2 separate regions of the Sus scrofa genome follow, and region 1 is linked to region 2. Evidence: chromatin contacts called from public HiChIP or PLAC-seq data. All regions are on one chromosome and are shown on one strand. Each heading gives the region's core, a stretch centred on a gene start, on an enhancer-like site or on the middle of the called end of the contact. The rest is flanking DNA. Distances are from core to core; before and after follow the strand shown. Region 1 holds the start of SLC16A6 (monocarboxylate transporter 7). Region 2 overlaps ARSG (arylsulfatase G).

Evidence for each region. HiChIP or PLAC-seq counts read pairs in DNA pulled down with a chosen protein or histone mark.
Region 1: a contact with region 2 is called in an H3K27ac HiChIP or PLAC-seq map of alveolar macrophages. The contact joins the promoter of SLC16A6 here to the enhancer-like site in region 2. A contact is called at or near these places in 6 of 47 Hi-C or Micro-C datasets (alveolar macrophages, blood, embryonic fibroblasts and 2 more) and 2 of 2 datasets of contacts at active chromatin or transcription factors (alveolar macrophages and skeletal muscle).

Annotation. Positions count from the first base shown.
Region 1 is chr12:11,856,158-11,861,701 of Sscrofa11.1, reverse strand. It overlaps SLC16A6 (monocarboxylate transporter 7), which reads right to left and starts at 3,870. Exons shown (of 6, transcript XM_013989910.2): 1 at 3,508-3,870. All of the region lies in intron 1 of ARSG (arylsulfatase G), which reads left to right.
Region 2 is chr12:11,763,078-11,768,734 of Sscrofa11.1, reverse strand. It overlaps ARSG (arylsulfatase G), which reads left to right. Exons shown (of 12, transcript XM_021066718.1): 10 at 2,198-2,318. Among named protein-coding and RNA genes, the nearest start is that of WIPI1, 51 kb to the right of the region's middle. Within about 2 kb of position 4,349, at least 33 of the 83 cell types and tissues checked have an H3K27ac peak or open chromatin away from gene starts, as enhancers often do. A contact at or near this core is called in alveolar macrophages, fetal liver, liver and 1 more, where this site is marked.

The sequences.
Region 1 (5,544 bases), core at 2,621-5,120, 93 kb before region 2:
GCTTCAGCAGGCACCTGCGAGGCCCTGCTCCATCAAATCCCCCTACTCCATAATGCCTCCTCCAATCAACTCCACCTAAGGGCTGAGAAATGCTCTCTTGACCTCCGTGTGTAAGAAGGTCTGTGAGAACGCTTTCACCACATCGCTGTGTGACCTGGAGAAAGTCACTGCACCTCTCTGGACCTGAGGGCCTCCCAAGTCAAAGCGGGAGGCTGGCCTTGGGAATCCTTAAAGCTCCACCCAGCTTTGGCAGCTGATATGTTTGTATTGGGCACTGAGTTCTCAATCACCTGATTCCTCAGGCCAAACCTGGTGGCCCCAGGAGAACTGGGAGCTAGGAGGCAAGTGCACATGCCAGCTGGGTCCTGCAGACGTGGGTGTAAAGCGGTTGGACGTTGGTTAGAGCTGATCTCTGACAGCTGGCTAGGAGGTGGTGGCTGGCTGATGACTCTACTTCTGTTTACTCTCTGAGCTCCTTCTGGGTGTTTAATTCCCCCCCCCCCTTTTTAAACTTTGCTTTCCATCTATGCTGGTCCCCCGAAGCTAGATGCAAATATAACTTCCACCTGCATTCTTTGGTTTTGGGAGGACAGCTTTTTTGTTATTCCTGGGAACATCATAAAGAAAAAATGACCCCGCCCAATCCATTGGTATTCCAAAGTTTGTGCCTTCATCACCCTAAAGCATCCTGTGCCCTAGGATGCTTAGCTTTGAAGAGCACAGTACAGAATAATAATAGAATAACCTGGTTTCTAGAGCCTGTGGTTGAGAACACTTTGTACACAGGGCAGTCCGCCGCTCTTTCTAGACCCAGTGCTGGGGAGAGTGTTTGGCATATAGTACGTGCTCAATGAAAGTTCACTGAACACAGGATGAGTCTTGGGGCGCCCCTGAAGAAGCGCATGGCTCTAGCATGGCAGAACCCACTGAGGAAGTCCCTGCTCGCAGAGTAAAGCCTTCTCTGGACTTTCCATTCATCCAGCAGGCCAGCTGACTTAACAAACGTCAGCCTCTGCAAACAAAGCAGGCAACTAAGGCCTATGGCTTAGAAGGCTCTGAATTCCAGAATATGGAAATATCTTTTGGTTTTAGGAGGCAAGAGAATTTATCTCATGGGAAGGGATATTGGTTTACGGTGTGGGGACAGGGCTAGTGAAGTAAGCTGGGTGCCCCTGTGACCTCATAAGAATCACTCTGCTCCTTGACTTTCAGTGTCACCAAGGGATGAGCAGGGGCATTGAACCTGACTGGGTTAATCTCTTCCTGCCCTAAAAAATCTACATTTCTCTGATAGCCTTTGAACTCTGACTTGCTCTAAGGTACCCTTTCATCTTTCTCAATTCATGGTGAGGCCTTTGACGAAAGGCCCACAGGTCTGTCTTCATGAGGCCCTCATGCATTATTTGTTGAATTTCTCGTTGCCATTAACTGGCTGTATGATCTTGGGAAAATGACTGAATTCCTCAATGTCGTCTTCTGTAAATGCAGGGTTGAAATTCCGTGGTCTTGAGGGTAAAATGCTGTGATTCTGAACAGGGGTTCCTGGCAGACTTCACCTTAATGGTCTCCCAAAGGAAACGTAATGACAATACACTGGGCAGTTTGGAATATTTCCTATGAGCATTTGGTTGTCTAATCTTAAATAAATGAATATTCGGCCAAGGCTTGGAAATTTGCTCTAATCTGGGAATTTCACTGTGATTTGATTTGTTGAGAAAAACTTTGCCCTGGAGGCATGAAGAATGCAAAATATCGGGCTATTAGAGACCATCCGAGTGTTACTCTAGGGTCAGTTCAGAGCAAAGTTCAAAATGCAGGCTTTGGATGGAAGTGGTGATGGCTGCGGCTGTAAGCAAAGCCTCAGCCAACGCACTGCCAATCTCCATTCTTCTTAAAGGCGTAGCCTGGAGAACAGCTTCCGACAAGCTGTTTCCAGCCATAGTTGTCAAAACCAGTCTGTATTTAGGTGAAGTTCATTTCAATTCTCTCTTTCCAAAAAACAAACAAACAAGCAAACAAACAAAAAAAAAACCCCAAAACCTAACCTGGATAGCGGCCCTCAGCAGCTTTGAATCATCCGATAGAGGCATTTCACCCATTTTTACAAGATCCTAATGTTGAAACCTGAGCCCCTAATTTAAGTGTCCTGCTCAGGAGTTCCACTGAGGAACATCCTTTTTGGGAAACCACAGAGGAAAACTCCGGGTTAGTGGTACTCATTAAGACAGAAGGAGCTTTTCCACTTGGCTGCGTTGTTTATTTACATACTGTAACTTTCTATCTTGGACACTCTTCCCTTAATTATGAGAAGAGGTATTTCTATATTCACCAGGCAGGATGTCATATGGGCCCCCCAAATGCCACCTACTGGTGCTTGGGACAAGAGGAGATGCAGCACTTAGCGATTTCTGCATAGCACTTGGTCATTTTTTTTTTTTTTTTTTTTGCAAACCAGACCCTCCATTGACTAGGATGCGAAAAAATAATAACTGAGAAATCTCATTCCCAGGGTAGAAACCGTCTCCTTCAAGAAAGAGCTGGCACGTCTATAACTGCAAACAAAACCAGCTTCCAGGTTGACAAGTTGTAATTGCTCTTCCCCAGTTGGCTCCGGGGAGCTTTTCCTAAGACTAGCGCCCCTTGGTTTGGTGACATTCATTTAACGTGCCACTTAACAAACTTCTATCACCTGTCTGATGGGGGTGGTGGGGGAAGGTCGTGGGTTTTTGGTTTTTTTTTTTTAAGAAGCAAGGAAACAAAAAAAAAAAAAAAAAAAGAAGAAGGAAATAACCCATTTCCTCGGTAAAACCATCCTCCCCGGTTATAGAACGGCTCCGCTACACGGGCGCTTTCCTGTGGTCCGCAGCCGCGGAACCTTGGAAGTTGAGCGGGACCAGCCGTCAGCCACTGACAGCTCTGACTGACGGTCAAGGTTGACAACCTGCTCTCTGCAGGGAAATCGCTGCCTTTCCGTCGGCCGCCCCGGGTGTGTGTCTGTCGGGTAGGGGGAGACCGGGAACCCCACTTTCCCTCGCGCTGCCGCCGTGGCCGCCCTGCGTGCGCGCGCGAGCCTGGGGAAGGTACCTCTGACATTTCGCTCTTGTGACGCGCAGGCAACTTCATGCGGAAAATCCATGCTGGGGGCCGAGCGCGGCGGCGGGGACTCGCCCGACGGCCCGGAGCCCCTAACCGGGACGGGGGCACTCAGAGACCAAAGCTGCCTTTAGGTAGTTTTCGGACCCCAGCTGTACTGGGGCCACCGACATGCAACTCCAGGCTGCCCACACTGGCTACAGCGCGTCATCCCGGTGGCCCTGACCATTCCCAACTGTCAGAGAGAAGATTATTAGGAATAACCTCTCCAAAATGTTAAGCTGTTAAGTGGTTTCCTCCTCCTCCCTCCAACGACCCCCCTCAAAAAAAAAGCTCCCAACACAGATTAAAAAAAAAAACACCCACACCCCACCATCAAACTTTTAAACATGTAAAATCATAAAACCAACTCACCAAGTTAGAAGGGAAGAGAATAAACCCCAAAAGGCTCCCAATAAGGCGGAGGCTTGGCCTCCCCCTCCTTATAAGCCGCTCGGGAACATGAGAAAGGATTAACCCCTTAGGGCGTGGGCCCGAGCCTATGGCAAGTTGGCTCGGGTGGGTGAGCACCCGGCGCCCGGCCCACCGCGCCCGGGCCCCGGGCCCCCACCCGCTCCTGCTCCTGGGGCACCCTGGCCGCGCCCCCCCGCCCCCCTCCCCAGCCGCCTGCGCCCCGGCCGTGCGTGCTGCTGCCCGCGCCCCGGCCCCGCGTTGCTGCCTATCTCTTATCCTATACCGGCTGTAGCCGGTCTCCGCCGGCCTCGGGGGCGCGCCGCCGACCATGTGCTGCGAGCGCGGAGCGCCGCCGAGGGGGCCGGCCTGGCGTGCGCGCGCCGGCCCACGTGGACGAGGCCGTGTCGGGCACGCGCGCGCCCAGAGCCGGGGCTGAGGGTCACGGAAGGTAACTGCGTCGCTGTCCTAGACCTGCCTGCCACGGGGTCTCCCGGGACTGCTCCCGCCCTCGCCGCCGGGAGCCCGCGCACGCCGCCCCCAGCCCTCTCCAGCTCCGCGCATCTCTGCGCGCCTGGCTGGACTGTAAGCCGGGCGCTCGGCTGCACTGTAAGCCGGGAGTGCTGGCGCGGGCACTTCTGGCCGGGCGAGCGGGGTCCCCCGGAGCCGCCTCCCTTCTCGCAGGCCCGGGCGCACCCCAGGCTTAGCCCCGATCGCGCCCGCGCCCAGAGGGTTTGGGCTCGCCGTTGCGGCCGCTCCGCGCCCGCCCCGGGCGGAACAGGTTCCTTCCAGTTTGGGTGTGAGCTGCGCGCGCGGCGCCGCGGACCCCGAGTTCCTCCTCCAGCGCCCACTTCCCCCGATTTCGTCAACTCGCGCACCCCTGCTGTTCCCCTTGGCGGGGTGGGGTGGGGTGAGGGAGTGTCGCAGTGGGCCCCAGCGAGTGAGCCGCCCGGCTACCACGGGTGCTTTGCCTTCCCCCCTTTGCTGCAACAGCAACAGCATCGCGTTGCGCGAAAGGGATGTGTGTGAGCGGCCGGGCTGAGTCAGCATCCCCGGCCCGGCGCGCGCGCGCTTCCTGCCCGCCAGGCGGGAGGCGAAGTCCACACAGGTGCACAGCTGCCTAACTCGCGGGGCGCTCCTTCACGAGAGGGACCAGGACGTTGAGGGGGCACATGCCCCTCGTCCTGTAGTCCCGGACCCCAAGGTCACCGTGAACTCAGCAGGTGATGCACGGGACAACTCAGTTATGAGCTCGTCAAGGGAACCAAGCAGTGTGTCGGGTCCCAGGCATTTCGGAGTCCTCGGGGGCGCAGACTCAGCTTGCCGGTGCCCACCTCCCACCCTCAGGGCCTGTTTAAGACCTGCTCTGAAGCAAAAGCCTCATTCTCCACATAACCCCTGCCGACTTCGGCATCGGCTGCTCCCTTCATTGGGGTTTGGAGAATGTGCTTCTGAAATCAGAAACTCAAGAACGCCTGGTTTGGGAGTGCGGGCACGGAGGGTCGTCACCAGGACGATGATCTGAATCAATAAAAATCCCTTTGCAGTCGCTGCCTGATTTCTCTTACGAGTTTGCGCTAGAGTCTCTGAGTTAAATGCCATGCTGTGTTGTTAAGGCTGGCCTGGGTTAGGGGAGCAGGTATGTTGGCACCAAGTGCTTGGGTAACGACCAGCACTGTACAGCCTGGACCACTGATTAACTCCGGGGACCTTGCCCGAGTGACCTAACTTCCTGGAGCGTCAATTTCCAAATCTATCAAATGCGGACAGTCCTGACATTCCCAGAATCGAAAGGTTTAATTTGTGAGGCCGGTAAAGTAGAGATCGCATTGCCTGCCATAAGGTAAACCTTCACTAGGCTTTAGCTCTTATTGTTCTTGCTGTTTATGGCTTAGCAAGTCCAGTAGCTGACTCCAGCGGTCTCTGGACATGATCCTTTTTTTTTTTTTTTTTTGTCTTTTGTGGGGCTGCACCCGCGGCATATGGAGGTTCCCTGGCTAG
Region 2 (5,657 bases), core at 3,100-5,599:
GCTCGGTTGGCGTGTCATGGAGAGGGATGCTTTTCTCGGGGACTGGAGCTTTCCTCTGAGCTCTGGATCCTCCCTCTGAGGATCTGGCTTCATTCTGGGGTAATAGGATTCCGTGAAGATTCGAATCAGTGCAGCAGGATTCGGATGCTCCGCCTCACGTGAGGGAGGGGGTGGGGCGGAAAGAAGATGGAGAAAGAAAGTAGACCACGCTTTCTGAACACTGAACTCGGATCCCGTCTTTCTGGCTCACTCATCTGACCCACCTGTGAGGCCGACCTCTCTTAGAGACATCATTTAGAGAAAGTTCCAACAAAGAGCAGCAGCCCCTTCCGCCCTGGCCTTTTCAGACTGCATTGCAGTCCTCTGTGCTGCCCGCTCTGAGGCAGGAACCTTGGACTCTGGACAGGTTTCTGGACCGTTCTGTCCTCTGCAAGTGCCTACTGAGCACTTCTTGACTTTGCATGCATGTGGGATGTCAGCTCCTGGAATGTGTATCTCTAGAGATAAGCCGCCAGCTACGTGGATTGTGAAAGCTAAAGGCGAACCAGAAACACCCTGCATCATAGTCAAAGGAGAGAGTCCTCCTGGGGTTGTAGGCAGAGTCCTGGACAGGAGGAGAAGAGGCTGGCAGAGGGGAGGGGTCCTTTCTGTAGCTCCTCTTGAAAAGTAAGGCTTTGAGTTCCCTGATGGCACAGCGGGTTAAGGATCTGGCGTTGTCACTGCAGTGGCTCAGGTTGCTGCTGTGGCTCGAATTTGCTCCCTGACCTGGGAACTTCCACATGCCTTGGGTGCAGCCAAAAACAAAACAAAACAAAACAAAACAAAAAACCCACAAAAAAAGATTTAAAGAGAAAGATGATGTGGTGATGCCACCCTCCCCAGACTCAGATGTAGACCTGGAGACCTTCCCCCTGCACAAGTCTGAAGTTTGCCACTGTGCCCAGCCTCAGGTGGCCCCTCCTTCCTGGGGAAGTCCAGCTTCACGCTGCCCTTGCCCTCCGGGCTCCATCCGGTCCCACTGACTCAGCGGGCCTGGCTCGCAGGTGCACAGCTCGGGTGGAAGGGGCAGCCGGTCTGTTCCTGCTGAAGAGTTTTTCCCTAACGTGAGCACAGTGGGCTGGCGGGAGATGGGCCTTAGAGCGGAGTCAAAATTGTACCACATGACTTCAAACGAAAATCAAATTAACAAAATTCACCGAAATGTTCACGGTGGCTGCCTTTGGGTGAGGGACTGTTTGTGTGCTGGCTGCTCCTTTGGATTTCTGGATGTTATCATTTCTTCTCACTGGGGACACGTACTTATTTTGTAATGGGAGTGAAAGAGCTAAGCAAAAGAGGCTGGAATGTTTCACACACAATGGCATTCTAAACAAAGACGAGGTATTTGTGACCCAGAGACCCAGGGAAGGAACATCAAAGTGAATGTTCTCTTGCAGGCACCCGTCACATAGTGTTCCCTCTCGGCGGGTGGCAGTGGCCTGGTTGGTGCCAGGTAGAACCCCTGAGTTCTTAGGTCTGCAGGGGTGCCCCTGTGGGTAATTATAATACAGACATCCAGTAGGCACTTTTTGATCACGCTAATAGTGGACTCTATTATTATCACGCCCATTTTAGAGACCAGAAAACGTCTTTTCTTTTTCTTTTTAGGGCCACATCTGTGGCATATGAAAGTTTCCAGCCTAGGGGTCGAATTGGAATTGTAGCTGTGGCATTGGCAGCGATGCAGTCTTGAACGCCACAGCCACAGCAACTCCCCAGCAATGCCACAGCCACAGCAACACAGGATCCCAGCCTCATCTGCAACCTGTGTCCCAGCTTGCAGTAACGCAGGATCTTTAACCCACTGAGCAAGGCTCCGGGAATCAAGCCTGCATCCTCGTGCATATGAGTCAGGTTCTTAACCAGTTGAGCCACCATGGGAACTCAGAGACCAGAAACCTGAGGCGTTTGAGGAACCGGACAGGTGGTGAGAGCTGGGACGTGAATGCAGGCAACACCACGGCACCATTCTGCCTCTTGGAGGAGCAGACATCCAACTGGGACCTGCGGAAGGCAGGCAGGCCCCGGGGAGGGGGAACCCCACAGGGGGCTGACGGTGCTCGGTCCGGGCTGGTCCAGGCGGCTCTTGACCACAGCACAGCCAGCGAGAGAGAGCCTGGGAAGGGTGGGGGCTGATGCTGTCCTGGTCTTCCTGCAGCGTGCTGGACATCTTCCCCACCGTGGTGGCCCTGGCCGGGGCCAGCTTGCCCGGGGACCGACACTTTGACGGTCTGGATGCCTCTGAGGTGCTGTTTGGCGGGGCGCCAGCTGGGCACAGGGTAAGCAGAGAAGGTATGTGTCCTACGTGGGCTTTTCAGGAGGTTGGCCTGTCGCCTCTCATTGGGGCCTGCCTGCCTTTGTGCAAACAGAACCATCCTCAGGAGATATACGTGCTGCCGAAGATGCATTTTGACAACCCCCGAGGAGTGACTCCTTTGAGATGAACCCCTCTTTCCACTCCCCCCCCTTTCTTCCCTAATTAATCCCCTGGCTCAACCCAGATTCCCCCCCCCCCTTTTCTATGGCCACAGCTGCAGCATATGGAAGTTCCTGGGCTAGGGGTCGAATTGAAGCTGCAGCTACCAGCCTACACCACAGCCACAGCAACACAGGATCCTTAACCTACTGAGCGGGGCCAGGGGTCGAACCTGCATCCTCATGGTTGCTATGTCAGGTTCTTATCCCACTGAGCCCCAACGGGAACTCCTCAATCCAGATTTATATGTAATAGTCTGGCTTAGGGTGGCCGTGCATTGGTGCTTATTCCCTGTGACGAATGATTTTTTTTTTTTTTCTCACCACGAATTAATTTTCTGACAGGATACAGGCACATGGCACATTTTTGTTGGATGCGGTGCGTGACCAGGGCTTGTGGGTTGTGTATGGTGGGGCTCCCCCGTCAGAATGGAAAGCTTCCGAGGGCAGGGTTCTCGCCGTGGAATTCTCAGTACAGGTGACACAGTGTCTGGCATCCAGCCGGCATGCAATAAGCTCACATTGAATGAATGAATGCATGAAGGATGAATGAATGAAAGACCTCTTGCCCTTGACTTTTCCTGGCTCCTAGAGGGCTGAGCACACGCACGGCTCTCCAGCCCCCAGTGTCCCCTGCTTCCGTGTGCTCTGAAGCCTTCGGTGGCAGCGGCAGCCAGGAAGGGTCGGGCCTGATGGCCTTTCCCTGTCTCTCTGTGTGTTTTACTTTTGCCAAAAGGAAGAGGAAGTGGGAGGAGGGAAGGAGGCCTGCGGAACCCGGAACCCCCTCTGGAAGGCCCGGTGAGCCCGGCTTCTCAGTTAGGGACCCACACATCAAAGGGTCTATTTCTGGCTTTACCGGGGGTCACAGGGAAGTGAGTCAAACGGACGGTGGCAGTTCCTGGAGCTGCCCTTCCCGGCAGCTGGCACACGGGTGCAGAGTGGGCCCCCTCGGAGGCTCTAGGGGTGGTCAGACGATGCCCGGGGTGGCCCCCCGAGAAGGACTGCTCCTCCCGGCCTCTCGGACCCCCTCCGAGCTGCGGACCCCTCCAGGCAGAGCCCTGCTCCCGCACCCCAGCCAAGCAGGAAGGTGGTTTCCGCCCCTGGGCTGCGAGTGTGCAGTATGTGACCCTGGGGGGTGACTGAGGACGTCAGCGGAGAGGTGCTCCCGAGTGTTTATGACACGGCTGCTAATAGAATAATTGGGGTCACCAGGAAGGGCTTCGGGGACTGCGGTCTCCTTGACGTTGTCCGGCCCCCGGTGGAAGCCAGCTCCTTGGCGCGGAACTTCCGCTTTCCGAGGCGAGAAGGCTCGCTCTCTTTCTCAAGTTGCCGCTTTCTGCAGACGCCTGGAGGCCCCTGCTTTGGGGCTTAACAGTTACTGGTCTAGGCCCCGATGGGGTTGGGCCCGGGAACTGGGTACGAGAACCAGAGAGAAGCCACAAGGCCGTTTGGGGTTTTTGTGGGGATGGATGATGGGTGGTGATGCAGCTGGCCTCGGGCGGATTCGCTCCCTAACCACACCCCGTGGCCCAGAAGGAAACAGCCGTGCTTACCACCTGCCAGAAGCTGCCGACGAGATCTTCAAGAGAGAAAGCGCCTGGGTGCTGGCACCTGTGGCCGTGTCCAGCCTTGGAGAGTGCTAGACCCCTGTCATGCAAATGAAGATGCTCGAGAGGCGGGCATAGGTTGCCAGTGGCCCTGAATTTGCCCTTGGTCTTTTCTGGTCAGCCCCAAAAGAGACGAGAGGAAATCGAATTTGATGAAGGGGGGCCAGGGGGTAAAAATATGAGTGATAACAGACACACACACCCATACATGTGTGTATACATACATACGCACACGTAAGTCTTTAATAAACACAACTCGTGTGTTCACTCTTGGCGACATCCGGGGCTCGTGACATTCTAACAAGGGTGGGTTTAGAAAACCATTCCAGTTTCAAGAAACTCCAAGTAACTCCTCGATCGTCATCTCAGAACAATATGCAAATACATCTCAGCAACGGGGTTCTTCCCTCTTTTGCAAATGAGTCACGGAAAGTGGAAGAGCTAAAGCAACCTGGGCCCCGGGTACCCTCTGGCAAAGCCTCACCGCCCCCACCCCAGGCCCCATTGGGAGAGGTTTACAAGCAAATAATGGGCTACTGGGTTTCCTGCTGAATGATCTTCTCACCACCCCCTTCGTGGGCAGCTACAGCTGTGGGGTCTGCGACATTCAAAACCAGTAGCCGCAGACACCATGCTGCAAGTTCCTGCATCTGCTTGGCCTTCTGCTGCCGACCTCGAGCAGTGAGAGATACCGCAAGGAGGGACAGGGGAGCCGGGCGGGGGAGGGCACACAGCTTGGCACCAAGTATCCTACTTTGTGCTTGTCTGGCTCCCAGAAGAAGGCGGAGATTGTAATGTCAAGTCCTCTCTCAGCCCCAGGTTGCCATGGCCAAGTCTGAAAATTGTCAGCCAAGGAAAGGCTTCCTTAATGGCTCTGCATCCATCCAGCCCAAACCAGTCTGGGGCTACGTGGGTCTTACAATGCTCGGTAAGTCCCTGGAGGTGGTACTTTGAGGAAACAGAGGCTGGGGCTTAGTCTCTGGAACACGGATCACTTCTCTTAGGGAGAAGGGAGGCCCCTAGTGGTGAAAGATGCTGTCCGGAGTGGTGGCCAGTGGCTGACCACTTTTGGAGAACTGGAGCCGTGAGCTCCCACCTGCTGGGGTCAGAGACCCCTGCTTCTGGGGAAGCTGCATCAACACCAGCCTAACGCAAAGAGACGCCCCCTGCTTGAAGCAAAACAAAACAAAACAAAGCCAACAGGTGAGAAAGACCACTGAGAAGATGCAACATGTTTGCAGAAGATAAAGTTATCTTTGAAATTTGGAGCGAGTGTCCTCTGGAGAGGAAATGTCTTCAGCTGTGATTCATGTGTAAATTCACCAGCCTCCTTCCTATGTTGATATAAACAAGAACGCCATAGTCAGTCTGCCCGAAGGGGAAAGAAAGGCATATACAAGTTTTCCAAAGTCCATCCACGTTTCTGAGAGTGAGCCACTTTGCTTCCTCTTGGATTTCGGAAGTGGTGCCTGGTAACGCTGGATAAATATCCTGAACGTGGCAGCCCACCCTTATGGATTTTCTGTTACTGAAACT